Linked DNA regions of Ovis aries: region 1 is linked to region 2. A link is a contact called in public Hi-C data. All regions are on one chromosome and are shown on one strand. Each heading gives the region's core, a stretch centred on a gene start, on an enhancer-like site or on the middle of the called end of the contact. The rest is flanking DNA. Distances are from core to core; before and after follow the strand shown. Region 1 has its middle 24 kb from the start of CD27. Region 2 holds the start of VAMP1 (vesicle associated membrane protein 1).

What was found. Hi-C and Micro-C count contacts between places; a contact is called where the count stands out from the background.
Region 1: a Hi-C map of tail adipose tissue shows a contact between it and region 2, with 4 times the contacts expected there. The contact joins the enhancer-like site here to the promoter of VAMP1 in region 2. A contact is called at or near these places in 3 of 16 Hi-C or Micro-C datasets (skin fibroblasts and tail adipose tissue).

The regions. Positions count from the first base shown.
Region 1 is chr3:209,792,573-209,800,080 of ARS-UI_Ramb_v3.0, forward strand. No RefSeq gene overlaps it. Among named protein-coding and RNA genes, the nearest start is that of CD27, 24 kb to the left of the region's middle. Within about 2 kb of position 2,434, at least 22 of the 54 cell types and tissues checked have an H3K27ac peak or open chromatin away from gene starts, as enhancers often do. A contact at or near this core is called in tail adipose tissue, where this site is marked.
Region 2 is chr3:209,745,190-209,752,157 of ARS-UI_Ramb_v3.0, forward strand. It overlaps VAMP1 (vesicle associated membrane protein 1), which reads left to right and starts at 5,099. Exons shown (of 4, transcript XM_042248239.2): 1 at 5,099-6,968.

The sequences.
Region 1 (7,508 bases), core at 1,184-3,683, 45 kb after region 2:
TTTCACTTGCCTCTAAGTATTTTATAATTTCCTGTGTGGTTTCTTCTTTGATCCATTAGTTGTTTAAAATGTAAAAGTGTAGTAAAAATATGTTGTTTAATTTCCACAATAGTGTGAATTTTACAGTCTTCATTTTGTTATTAATTTCTAACTTCATTCTATTGATCAGAGAAGATGCTTTTTATGATCAGTTCAGTTCAGTTCAGTCGCTCAGTCGTGTCCGACTCTTTGCAATCCCATGAATCGCAGCACGCCAGGACTCCTTGTCCATCACCAACTCCCAGAGTCCACCCAAACCCATGTCCATTGACTCGGCGATGCCATCCAGCCATCTCATCCTCTGTCGTCCCCTTCTCCTCCTGCCCCCAATCCCTCCCAGCATCAGAGCCTTTTCCAATGAGTCAACTCTTCGCATGAGGTGGCTTAAGTACTGGAGTTTCAGCTCTAGCATCATTCCTTCCAAAAAACACCCAGGGCTGATCTCCTTCAGGATGGACTTGGTGGATCTCCTTGCCGTCCAAGATATCTATCTTTTAAAATCTACTGAGGGACTTCCATGGTGGTCCGGCAGTTAAGACTCTGAGCTTCCACTGCAAGGAGCGTGGGTTTGATCCCTGGTCAGGAAACCAAAATTCTGCATTGCCATGTGATGCTACCAAAGAAAAGAAAAGAAACCAAAAAGAACTCAAATATATGTGAAGCTTAGCATGAGTCTGATTTCCGTCATCACTTCTTGTTGGGATCAGTTAAGCTTTGACCGGAGAAGCAAAACCACTGGGAGTAACATGGAATTAGGGACTGATGAAGGGTCTGTGATCACCATAGATCAGCCGGGAAGAAATGCCAGCTGTGAAGTGGGGGAGGGCTTGGAAGGACCACGTGGAACCTGCATCTGTCCCTCACAGCTCCAGCCTGGAAGATGTGGGTTGTTTGCAGAAGCGCTTGGCACCCTCCGCCGTGGAGAGGCACACACTCCTGGCCCAGGAGCTGGCATAGCTGAATGGGGAGGTCTGACAGGAGCAGGAGGCTGTGCAGGACTGGTTGTTGCTTCCTGGGCTGAAAAAGTGAACTGTCGGAGCAGCTGCGCTGGGTGGGGGCTGCCGCACCCTAGCACCCATGCTGACCCTCAGGGCAGTGGTTGCTGCTTCACTTCTGCCTTTCCACCTTTCAGACCCCACTCACACTTCTCTCATAGCCAGTCCTAATCTGGAACCACACAGAGAGGGAATTTCAAGAAACGCGGCTTCATCTTAGCCATGCTGGCAATGCCACTGTGTCGATCCCAAACCTTCCTGGAGTTAAAAGGACACCTGTCCACCAAGGGAACAGAGTTACTATCTCAAGTGGACAATGTATGAACAGGATCTGTGATGACTGTCTCAAGAAGACTCAAGTTATCTATTTGCCAGAGATTTGAAGCTAGGATGCCAGACCTGGGGCCAACGTACAACTAGGCGAGTCTTCTCGATTGGATACAATAAGTTCCCTGAAATATTTTAACCTCCATTTATAAATTTAATATTTTTGATTTTGTCTAAGTCCATAACCTTCCGATGGGTTTAGATTTGTACCTTGCCTTCTGGGTCCAAATTGCACCCTCGCTACAGTACATGGCGGCCCAGGACCCCACCCAAGCCTCAGCTAATTCTTGATAACTCTTTCCTTCAGCCTCGATAAGTATTGGATGTTTTCCTTATCCTGCCTGCTGCTGTTGTTGTTCAGCCGCTCAGTTGTGTCTGACTCTTTGCAACCCCATGGACTGCATCAGGCCAGGCTTCCCTGTCCATCACCGGAGTTTGCTCAAACTCATGTCCATTGAGCTGGTGATGCCATTCAATCATCTCACCCTCTGTCATTGCCTTCACCCACTGCCTTCAAACTTTCCCAGCGTCACGGTCTTTTCCAATGAGTCGGTTCTTCACATCAGGTGGCCAAAGTATTGGAACTTCAGCTTCAGCATCAGTCCTTCCAATGAATATTCAGGGTTGGTTTCCTATAGAACTGACTGGTTTGATCTTGCTGTCCAAGGAACTCTCAGAGTCTTCTCCAGCACCATAGTTTGAAAGCATCAGCCTTTTTAAAATTCTGTCTGAGTAGGTCACAGCTCTCTAGAGATGATTTCATAACACCCCACCAGCATCTGCAGACCTCTGTGCACAGCTGTGAACACACCCTAAAGACAGAGCTCTGAATGACGGCCCTGCAGGCCCAGGAGTAACCCGGGGAGTGGAGAGACAAGTGTGTGCTGCCTTCGCCTCTGATCAGGGTCTTCACAATTCAAGTTATGTGATCCAGGGAGACTCTGAGGAGGAACGTGGGGTCCAAGGTCACCTCTAGGGAAAGGACTGAAGCCAGCAGGAACATACACAAACTTTGTACAGAAAGGAGTGACTAAGCCTCCCCCGGGACACTGGGCTTGGGTAGAAGGGCTTTGTGGGCGGATTGGATAACCAGGAGCTTTGGCTCAGAGCTTGAGAAGCTTCTTTGAGCAAGAGGCAAGAGGTTCATGTCTGAGTGTTGGGTACCCCCTTGTGGCAGAATAATGTTTCTGTCTTGGGCGAGGGCACTACTTAGAAACCCAATACCCCAATCATCTGGCTCCAAGGCCATCCCGCCCCCGCCCTCCCCAAAGCTTCGCCCTGTCTGCAGAGCAGGTTGGGTTTCAGCAAGACCCAGGGATTTGGAGGAGCCCCTCAGGGAGGGCTGCTGATGGGTGGATGGACTCGGTTCCAAGGACTCCAGTCTGGGGCTATTGAGGCATTCGTCTTTGGTATGACCCCAGAGAGTACTGTTGAGTATTGTTATTGTTGTTCAGTCACTAAGTCGTGTTGGACTCTTTGTGACCCTGTGGACTGTAGGCCACCAGGCTCCTCTGTCCATAGGATTCTCCAGGCAAAAGTACTGGAGTGAGTTGCCTTGCCCTTCTCCAGGGGATCTTCCCAACCCAGGAATCAAACCTGGGTCTTCTGCACAGCAGGCAGATTCTTTACTATCTGAGCCACCAGGGAAGAGCCTCTTATCTGAACTTAAAAGCCCCTGTATTTCCCAGTCTATTTTAGCCAGACTCTAGACCAGTGGTTCTTACTCAGCTTTTCTGGGTCAAGGGGCTCCTTTGAGAATCTGAAAAGGACCCTTATCTCTCTTTGGAAAATGCACACAATATTGTGACTAGACTCAGCGAGTTACTGGACTCTTTGGGGAACCAGGGAATAGTCTGTAAAAGCCCCTACTCTAGACCTTCTGCTTCTGTTAGCTTCCCAGAGGCTTGATGCCCTTGAATGACTTACTGCCTTTTGGGGGAGACTGACAAAGTCTACTTAAGGACAATATCTTTGATGAGGGAGGAAGGATTCAGGGTAAAATGTTCTCTCGTGAGAGAAGGAACATTTGCTTCAAAGAGGCTAAAGAGCTGCCCTGTGTAGAGAAATGATCGTTCCTTTTGGGACAGTATCTGAGAAAGATCAATAATAGAAATAGTTAATGCGGCATAATGAGATGAAAGGCAATCTACTCTCTGGAAGGGCTTCATAAAGCAGCTCCTCTTAAACTCTATTTCAGATAGTCTGAAATGTCTCTGAAAGGTCTCAGCAGCAAGACAAAATATGTAGGAGATTTAAAAAAGCACAATAACTTGCTTCTAGAATAGAACTTGGGCAAAACTCACTGCTTCTAGAATAAAACTTAAACAAACTGACCCACGTCCCTTAGAGCTGCACCTTCAAAGGGATTTTATTTTGGTTGGATTCTATTCATTTGCTCACCAGCCATTTATATAATGCATGTTGAAAAGGGAATTCTCGAGTTGGTAAGAAATTCAGGCATCTCTCTCTCTCTTCTCTTTTTTTTGACCATGTCCCATGGCATGTGGAATCTTAGTTCCCCAACCAGGAATCAGACCCATGCCCCCTGCATTGAAAGCACAGCATCTAAACCACTGGACCACAAGGGAAGTCCAGCTGTCCCTTATTCTGATTCCTTTATTCTCAGACAAGCATCATGAGCACCAGAGAATTAAAAAGTCACTCACTCATTCATTCACTCCACTTTAGGGGTCACTTCCTATGCGTTAGGAACTGGCCTTTGTGTGAAGAATAAAAGAGGAGCAAACATTGAGAATAATCTAAAGGGGTAGAGAGGTGTGTAGACAAGCAACCGTAATTCAGTGAAGACAATTGCGCTAATGGAGGCTACTTCAAAAAAAGAGGAAGCTTAAATCCCAAACCCAACAACATCTGCTAGAGGAAGATGATGTCACAGGGGAGGCAGTGGTTGAGCTGATACTTGGTGGAGGAGTAGGGGGTTGCTGGGCAGGCTAGCTGTGTTTGCTCCAGGCTTCGGGAATGGTGTGCAGGCTGATCCATGCAGCAGGGGGCCAGGCCAAGGGCTGAGTGGGGCCTGAAATCCAGCCTGCACTCCATGAGGAGTACACGGCATGAGGAGGTACTTTTCCCTAGTTTTCACAAAGGCAAGAATACTTGTGAAATACTTCACTGGTAGTATGAACTACCAGTCCTGAGATTGGGCATAGGTGGAGAAACATACAAAAGCAAGCGATGTTCTGAGAACTGTTAGTCCCGAGAACGATTATCTCAGAAGGGCTAGTGTAAAAGCAGAGGACAAAGTAATGAGTCTGATCAGGTGAGTGAAGCCAGGTCATGAAAAGCTTTCTCAGGTCACGAGGATAGTAATGGTGATGTTGGGAGCGGAACCTGGGTGTTTTCCTACCAGACCATTAATCTTCCTGCAACACCAAATGAACTGCCTCTAATTGGATGCTGAGCTCTGTGCCGGTGGCCAGCAAGGACACTGTGCGGAATACGTACAAGGCCTTGCCCTCGGGTTTACGATCAGGGAAAAGCACGAGACCAAAGGACAAACAGTAAAATGTGGTAAGTGGCAAATAGAGGGAGCAAAGCAAAATCAGCACTCAGAAGTGGCTTGCCCAAGGCCTTGCCACAAGCCGGAAAAAAAAAAAAGAGAGAGAAAACTTGCAGTCTAGTGAAAAACCAGCTAACAAACCAACATTGTATGGTGTCTAGCGGTTTACGAAGCACGTGCTTTGTCACATTTACTTTTCATTACACGCTCTTGTTTCCCCACTTTACAGATGTGGGAGCTCTGTGGGCACAGCCCCCAGTTCTTGCCCAACTGCTCCCTCTGTGTCTGCTCTTCACTCGGGTCTGCCCCGGGCCAAGGCCTCCTCTGCTTGGTTTCCAGCCATCAGCTCCCTCCCTCCATTCTCACTTCCCTTTCTGTACTCTTTAGATCCTACCCTATTTCTGTCTCTCTTGTCAATATATTATAAAATCCTTTGCCTCTCTCTCTCTTTTTTTGGCTGGGTTGCACAGGCTACGAGATCTTAGTTCCCTGAAGAGGCATAGAACTCGAGCCCTCTTCTGTGGAATTGTGATGTTTTAGCCACTGGACCACCAGGGAAGTTCCACCCTTGCCTCTCTGACTTTTAATCACACCTTCGTAGGAACACCCTAATCCTGGATGAACAGAAGTATTACCTCCTCCACGTGTGCCGTTAGATCTCTGAGCACCCTCAGGCAGTAGCACCCACATATCAGCATAGACCAGGAACTCAATTTATGACCAACTGAGCCCACAACTCTGCCTAATGAGCCTGGTACGTCCTTCTGGTCAACCTGCTCTTTCCCTCCCTGCAATTCATGCTTCCTCTAGTCAGACTTCCAAGCGCTCTTTCATTCACTTAACAGATGACTTGGCTTCCCTCTTTGCCCCAAATCCGAAATTGACAGATACACCTGCATTTGCCCCCATCCTCTCCCTCTTCCTCACTTTACAACAGACCAAAGTCCCTCCTCCAGTCTAAGGCCAGTTCCTACACATGCGTTCTGAACCCCATTTCTTTCAGCTTGCTTAGGAGCCTCCTGCTTTAGATTATTCCTTCCATTCTGAGGCTTCAATCATTTCTTCTCTACTGGCTCCTTTCCCAAAACTTTAAAATACACTATATACTCAAGTTTCTCTTCATCTTAAAAAAAAAAAAATCTTCCAGTCAATGTTGTTAAGATGTCAGTTATTCCCAACCTGATCTGTAGAATCAACACAATTGCAATCACAATTTGGTGTATATTGACAAGTTATTTTGTGTATATTGACGAACTGATTTAAAAATTTAAAAATTTATATGAGGGACTTCCCCGGTGGTCCAGTGGTTAAGAATCCACCTTGCAATGCAGAAGAAGAGGGTTTGATCCCAGGTCGGAGAACTAAAATGCCACATGCTTCAGGGCAACTAAGCCCATGTGTCCCAACTACTATGCCCTACCACTACAATGAAAGGTCCTGCATGATGCGACTAAGACCATACACAGCCAAATAAATAAATAAATAAAATAAATACATGCTTTTAAAAAATTTATATGAGAGGCAAAAAGACTCAGAATAGCCAACTCATTTCATAGAAGAACAAAGTCACAGAACCGATACTAAAGCTACATGTATCAACATTTTTTACTATTTACTGTATTACTACGTTTTAATACTGTATTTTATATTAAATTGTATAAATATGCTCCAGTTGTATGAATATTCTGTTTATATGGCTTTCACCTTTTCAACTACTAGAAAACAATGCCCATATCAACATCCTCCTGAATGTCTCTTTATGCCTGTGAATAAGAATTTCTCTACGCCTAGAAATAAAATGTGCATCACATGTAAGAAAATGTGTCTTCTGTTTTGCAAACTACAGCCAGTTTGCTCTCCAAAATGATCTTATTCATTTAAAGTCCCATTAACAATGCATGAGAGCTCTATATGCTCCAAATGAAAGTGTTAGTCACTTAGTCGTGTTTGACTCTTTACAACCCAATGGACTGTAGCCTCCCAGGCTCCTCTGTCCATGGGATTCTCTAGGTAAGAATATTGGAGTGGGTTGCCATTCCTTTCTCCAGGGGATCTTCGACTCAGGGATTGAACCTGGGTCTCCCACATTGCAGGCAGATTCCTTATCGTCTGAGCCACCAGGGAACCAAATCCTTACCAGTTCTTGGTCTCATAAGATTTCTTAATTTTTGCTAGTTCTGATGTGTGAAATAGTATTTGTCATTTTAATGTGGATATTCATGACTACTGATGAAACTGAATGTTTTTTCGAAATTTTTTTTGGCATCCTTTATGAGTGATTGGCTGGTTTACACTTTGTCCTCTTTTCTGTCTGGTGGTCTCGTTCTCACTGATTTTTTTTTTAACACGCCGGAGAGTAATTCTTTGTCAGTCGTATGAGTTGTTAATATCTTCTGCTAGTCTGTCCTTTGTTTATAGTGTCTTTTAAAGCACAGAGGTTTATTTTTGTTGTTGTTGTTGCCCTGGGTCTTCTGCCTGGAGAATCCCAGGGACGGCGGAGCCTGGTGGGCTACCATCTATGGAGTCACACAGAGTCGGATACAACTGAAGCGACTTAGCAGCAGCAGCAGCAGCAGGGTCTTCACTGCTGTGTGGGCTTTCTGTAGTGTCAGTTCTTGGGTTCCTCATTT
Region 2 (6,968 bases), core at 3,849-6,348:
CCCACCCATGTCTCTCCAAGCTTCCCCACTCTATGACAGCAGTCATAGTGGAGTAGGGGCCCATTTTACACCAATATGACCTCATCTCAGTTAATTATCTCTGCAACAACCTGGGCATATTCTAAGATCTGACTGTTAGGAATTCTACATAAAAATTTTTTGGGGGGATGCAATTCAACACACAACTCTAGCCTTGAGTCTCCCCAAGGCATTCTTATGCTTTTCTTTTACAAATAATTTTTATTATTTGTGTATTTTTGGCTGTGCTGGGTCTCTGTTGCTGGGCAGGCTTCTCTCTAGTGTCGGTGCTCCAGCTCCTCACTGCAGTGGCATCTCTTGTTCCAGAGCACAGGCTCCAGAGCTCAGGCTCAGTAGTGGTAACACACCAGCTTAGCTGCTCTGAGGGATGAGGAATCAAACTTGAATCTCCTGCATTGGCAGGTGGATTCTTATGCACTGGACCACCAGGGAAGTCCCTCTCCCTCTCTCTGTCTTCTTGAAATCTTTTAGGATCTTTCTCTTTTCCCCTAATATTCTGAGATTTCACAAAGATGTGTCTTGACCTGATTTCTTCTCCTTTCACTATGCTAGGCACATGGTGTACTATTTAATCCAGAAAGACTTGTTCAATTCAGATTTTTTTCCCTTGTATTTCTTTTGTAATATTTCTCCCTCATATCCTGTTTCCTTTTTTGCAGAAGGCCTATTAATCAGATGTTGAACTATTTGGCTCGATTTTCTACTTTTCTTACTTCCTATCTCCATCTTTGTTGGCTCTTGCTCCTGGTTCTTTGTTCCTTATTTGTTTCCAATTTTTGACCACGATTTATTTTTCTTGGAACTGTATCTGTGGAAATTCCCCAAGGCCTAGATCGAAAATAAGCTCATCCAGAGAGAGGACTTGCATTGCTACAGCTGGTCCTTGGTGGCACTGTCAACCTGGAAATATTTTAAGTTCTTGCTATTTTGTTTTTAGGACCAATAAGGAATTCAGACAGAAAACCCACAGCGTTGATTACAAAGTGTCTGCATATATTTATAACAATGTTTTTTTATAATTTTATGTATCATGTATTTATTTTGGGCTGTGCTGGGTCTTTGTTGCTGCACGGGCTTTTTCTCTGGTTATGGGAAGCGGGGGCTACTCTCTAGTTGCGGTGTCTTGGCTTCTCACTGCGCTGGCTTCTCTTGTTGCAGAGCACGGGCTCTAGGGTGCACGGGCTTTAGCAGCTGCGGCATGTGGCCTCAGTAGTTGCGGCTCCCGGGCTCTATAGCACAGGTTCAGTAGTTGTGGCACACAAGCTTAGTTGCTCTGTGGCGTGTGGGATCTTCCCAGATTAGGGATGGAACCCATGTCTCCTGCATTGGCAGATATATTCTTTACTGATGAGCCACCGGGGAAGCCCTGTCTGCATATATTTAAAAGAAAAAAGAATAGTTCTCTAGTAGCTACCTAGGTTTCAGATGAGCAGATTTTCTGTGTAGTCCCATAGGGGCAGTTCAGATATTAGCATATTTTAAATTCACTCTTAGGTGAGGATATAGTCCTTTGGGGTTCTGACTTTATGGTAGGGCCTTCTATTAGATCTCCAACTCTACGGAGGCCCTGGGTTCTGTCTCCTATGCCACAATGGCACTCTGTGAGGCCACCATGCCTAAATTAAATGTTTAAGCAAATGCCCTCAAGGCAAAACAGGCTTCAGTGCCCAGTTATCTCTCCAGGCACCAGTGTTCACTTAGTCTTTTGGTCCTTAAATAATCTACTTTCTTGCCAGTTTACATAAATGCCTTTTAAAAATGATCTTTTAGGCAAAGGATCTAGAATAGCTAAACCAACTTTGGAGAAGCACAATAAAATGGGAGAAATAATTCTACTTGATGTTAAGGCTTACTGTTGCTACAATAATTAAGACAGTGTGTCATTGGCAGAAGGACACACACATAGATCAATGGAACCGGATAGAAAATCCAGAAACAGACCTGCACAAATACGCCCAGCTGGTTTTCCCTTGTCTTTTTTTTTTTTTTGGTGGCTCTGCATGGCTTGTGGGCTCTTCCCCAGCCAGGAATTGAGTCTGAGCTTGCAGCAGTGAAAGTGCTGAATCCTAACCACAGGACAGCCAGGGAATTCCCAGCCCAACTGATTCTGACAAAGATGCAAAAGCAGTTTAATGGAGGAAGGGTTTCTTTTTCAACAAACAGTCCTGGAGCAATTGGACATCCATTGAAAAAAAAAAAGGAACCCCAACCTAAATGTCACACCTCATACAGCAATTAACTCGAAATGGATTATGAAACAAAATTATCTAACTCTTGGAAAATAAAATAGGAGAAAAGTATGAGACTCTAGAGCTAGGCAAAGTGTGACACAGAAAGTGATGCATTAAAGGACAAGTTCATAAATTGGATCTTAACAAAATTGAAAATGTTTACTCTATGAAAGTTCCAGTTAAGGGGATGAAAAGACAAAAGAGAGACTGGGAGAAACTATTTAGCTGACAAAGTACTTTATCTAGAATATTTAAATAATTCTTAAAACTCAAAGGCAAAAAAATAACCCAATTAAAAAATGGGCAAAAGACATGAATAGATCTTTCAACAAAGAGGATATATATATGGCAAATGAACACATTAAAATATATTCAACATCATTAGCCTTTAGGGAAACGAAAAACCCATAACAATATATCACTATATACCTATTAGAATGGCTAATTTTTTAAAGTGACAACACCAAATGCTGCTGCTGCTACTGCTGCTGCTGCTAAGTCGCTTCAGTCGTGTCCAACTCTGTGTGACCCGTAGACGGCAGCCCACAAGTTTCGCCCATCCCTGAGATTCTCCAGGCAAGAACACTGGAGTGGGTTGCCATTTCCTTCTCCAAAGCATGAAAGTGAGAAGTGAAAGTGAAGTTGCTCAGTTGTGTCCGACTCTTCGTGACCCCATGGACTGTAGCCTACCAGGCTCCTCCGTCCATGGGATTTTCCAAGCAAGAGTACTGGAGTGGGGTGCCTTCTCCAATACTTCCCTGAAATGCTGATGAGGATGTGGAAAAACTGGATTCTTCACATGTTGCTGGTGGGATTCTAAAATGGTACAGTCATTCTGAAAAACAGTTTGGCAGTTTCTTACAAAACTAAACATGTATTTACTTTACCACCCAGCAATTGCACTCTTGGGCATTTATCTCAGAGCAATGAAAATTTATGTTCATGCACACCTGCACATGGGCTTCCCTGGCAGCACTAGTGGTAAAGGACCTGCCTACCAATGCAGGAGACATTCGAAACTCGGGTTTGATCCCTGGGTTGGGAAGATCCCCTGGAGGAGGGCATGGCAACCCACTCCAGTATTCTTGCTTGGAGAATCCCATGGACAGAGGAGCCTGTCGGGCTACAGCCCATAGGGTCACAGAGTTGGATACAACTGACGTGACTTGGCATGATGCATGGCACAAATCTGCACATGAATGTTCATGGCAGCTTTATCTGTAATAAGCCTAAACTGGAACCTCTCTGTTTTGTTTTTTTTTTTTGCAACCTCATATGAATCTGGTGGGCATATTTAGCCATTCATGCTGTCAGGACCAATTCCTTCCATTCTATTTGTCTTTAAGGGTTTATAATTTGTTTTCAATATTTACAAATTCTCATTTTGACGTAGTTTCAGAAGGGGGATGGGATAAACACATATGATCAATGCATTATATTTCTAATTGTTTAAAGTTTTCAAGTAGGGTTGTGACATTTGGATAGATCACCCTGGTGGTTTCTTAGAGGATAGTTATAACTGAGGGGCAAGATGAAACAGGAAGATATTATATTTCATTAATTTTAAGAGGCCATTTGGCACTTTTTCTTTTTTTTTTTATTTGAACATATAAATTGGGATGTTTGACTATAACTGTTAGCCAGAACAGTCATATTGTATTTGTCATACTGGCTCATAAGAATCAAAATTTGCCAAATAGGAGTCTGAGGCTTGGAAGAAAATTCCAGAGACAGAAAAGGAACATTCCTTTAAGAAATGCTGCATCACCAAAGCCCTTGATGGCATGCATAGAGGACTACATTGTATGGAAACCATGCACATCTGAGTCAAAAAAATGAATCATAAAATTTGCTGTCTGTGAGATTTCAGGAACACTGTTACCGTGTTACTCTTTTCTGTTTTTCCATGGTAATGAAGTATGATAAAAACCTATACCTATAGAAACCTACACTTTCAATAAATACAAAATCAAAAAATCGAAGTGATAAGAAGGCATTATGTCACAGTGTATTTGTTACCTTTTTACTCATCGGGACATAAAGTAATAGTTTTACAACTGATGGCATCCAGGTAAGAGATAATAATCTGAAGTGGGACAAGGAGACGAGGGAAGAGAATACTTGAAATACTAAGAGGGAGAACTTGGTGAATTGTTAGAGGACAGGTGAAAATGAATGGGAAGGAAATCTAAGATAGTTTCCAGGTTTCTGGTTTGGGTAACTGAGTCGAGAGGGAAGGGGGAGTCAAATTTACGTTGCGTGAGGGGCTTGTTGGTTGTGCAGATCGGATGAGAGGAGCTCTGATATTTACTTTGGCCCCGGGAGCCTGCGGCTCTGCCTTGATGGATTCAGCCTCCTCAGAGCTGTTTGTCAAAGGCAGGGAGATGAGGTGGAGATGGGCAGGGTGCGAGTACCTGGGCCCTACCTAGATCGCCGAACACCCGCAGCTCCCGGGGCTCGGGAGTCCGGGTCCGGGAGAGCCGAAGGCCCGCCCGTCGCTGTCGGGGGAAGCTGCGTGACTGGCTGGAGACGGGCCGTGGGCGGGCCCGGACGCGAGGAACTGCTCAGCGATTGGCTGGGAGGCACCAAAAAAGGTCCAATTCAAATTACTGGAGCCACCTCTCCAGAGGGTTGGAGCCGAGTTCCACCGAATTAGAATGAGAAGAGAGCTGTGATTGGCCAATTTTCAGGGGCGGGCACTCTAGGCTTTGTTCGGCCTTCGCCTCGGGGACTAGCGCCCGTCCTGGGCATGGATTGGGTTGCAGGGTTGTCAGCTTGATCTGGGGGCGTGGCCAGCACTGATAAAGACTGGGGCCGGCGCGGCAACTGCAGTAAGTTCCACCGCAGTTAGACCTCCGGTGGGCTGCTAGAGGCGGAGCTCGGAGGTGCGGGCGGCTTCACTGCAGCGTTTCCCGATCGGGTGTCTAGCCGCAGACTCCGGAGAGGAAACGGTCCTCTCATTCTTCTCTCGGTGACATGTGAGTTGACTGTGATGTGGGGGGCGCGACACCTCGTTGCCAACTCTCACCCCAGCGCCGGACTCTGCGGGACCGAAAATGGCGCATTGCAGCAGCTGCGGCGGCGCGGGGAACCACCGCCGCGCGCCGCCCCCGGGCCGGGCCACCCCCTCGGGAAGGGAGGCAGCACCCCATTCCTGCACCAGCCGCAGCCGGCACCGCACGGGCGCGGCCGGGGCGCGGGGGTCCCACCTTCACTGCCCCCTCTCCTCTCGCCTGCGGGACTCCTCAGTCGGGTCTCTGGCGAAGGTGGGGCGTGGAGACACCCGAGAGGGGCTCCAGGCTCTTTCTTGTCACTGATCAAGGCGGTACTTAGGGCTTCTTGGAAGGACAGTCATGGGTGCACCTGCCAGTTAGCTGCTTGGGTTGCTCTGCAGCGTCTGCATTTGTGTCCATCTCTCAACCCGATCGCGATGAGCAGCCCCCTGTTGGTAGTGAGCAAAGCTTCAGAAACTTGTCTGCCAGTTCTCTGGTGAGCAGCTCACAAGGACTCCAGGGGCAGTGGTATGCAATTCCGAGCAGCCATTCATCCCAAGGCCACCCATAGAGGAGGTGTTTTCCTGTCAGTGAGTCTTAGCCAAGTATTTGGAAGAGAAATAGAGCTGAGGACCACTCCCGCACCTCCACCTTCCCTTAACACATTAGGTTTAGTCTCTAATAATCAATTTAGTCATCCGGTCATGACTGTCTCAAGATCCTAAGGGAGAACTATAGCTAGACAAGTGGAAGAACTTCCCGTTCTTGCCCAGAGTCCTGGCCTGGTCCAAGACGTATTCATGTTGCTTCTCTTGGTGACAAAAAAAGGGAAAGATGTACTTATGTTACATAAGGCTTATAACTAGCCTTGGATATGTTACTCCTGCATGTTCCCAACTCCCAACAAGTAGTAAGTGAAATGGTCCCTTCCAAAGCTTTGTAACTATTCGTATTTGATTTCTACAGTTTTAACTGTATATGGTAGTTTACGTGTTTTGGCCAAGCTCTGTGTTTTCATTTTGGGCAGGGGGAGCCTTCTCCGCTGACTGGTTCCCAATAGCATCCATGTGGGATGAAGGAAGGAGGTGAGGAAAGCATGGTGACTAGAAGGGTGTCACGAGGTCTCTGACCTTAATCTTGTCATTGGTGCCACCAGCCTGGACCACTTCCAAGACCAAACACCGGCTGCTTCCTACTCATTGAATTTTCCACTTTCATCAGAGAACTAGATTGCTTAGCTCAGTAGTAGCAGAGGAGTCTAGTGGCTTCCAGAGCTCCGTATCTTTCCTTTGCCTCTTTTGTGCCTTAAAGGGAAATGGGAAAACAATTCTTTTAACTGGGATGAGTCAGGTGTCATCTGCTAGAAGAGCCTTTCTGAGGGGTTATTCTCTGTCTCTTTAGACTGAAATTTACTTAGGAGGAACTTCTGGGTATTAGTTCTATTGTGAATAGTCAAGGCTTTTCCTTTTTGGTGACTTTGTGATGGTTCATCCGTAGTACGTTTACTCTTGGACTGCTCTGATGAGGTGTGCTTTGTGAGATTCTGCTTCTGTTTGAGGAGTTCTTGTAATTTCTCTTCTCCATCAAATTTGAGCAATTTATCTCCTACCTATGAGTTCTTCCTTGGCAGAGAACAGCTCACGCCTTAGGTTAGACTTCTGAAAGTTCTTTAGGACATGAATTTAGCTTCTATGTGTTGGGAGAG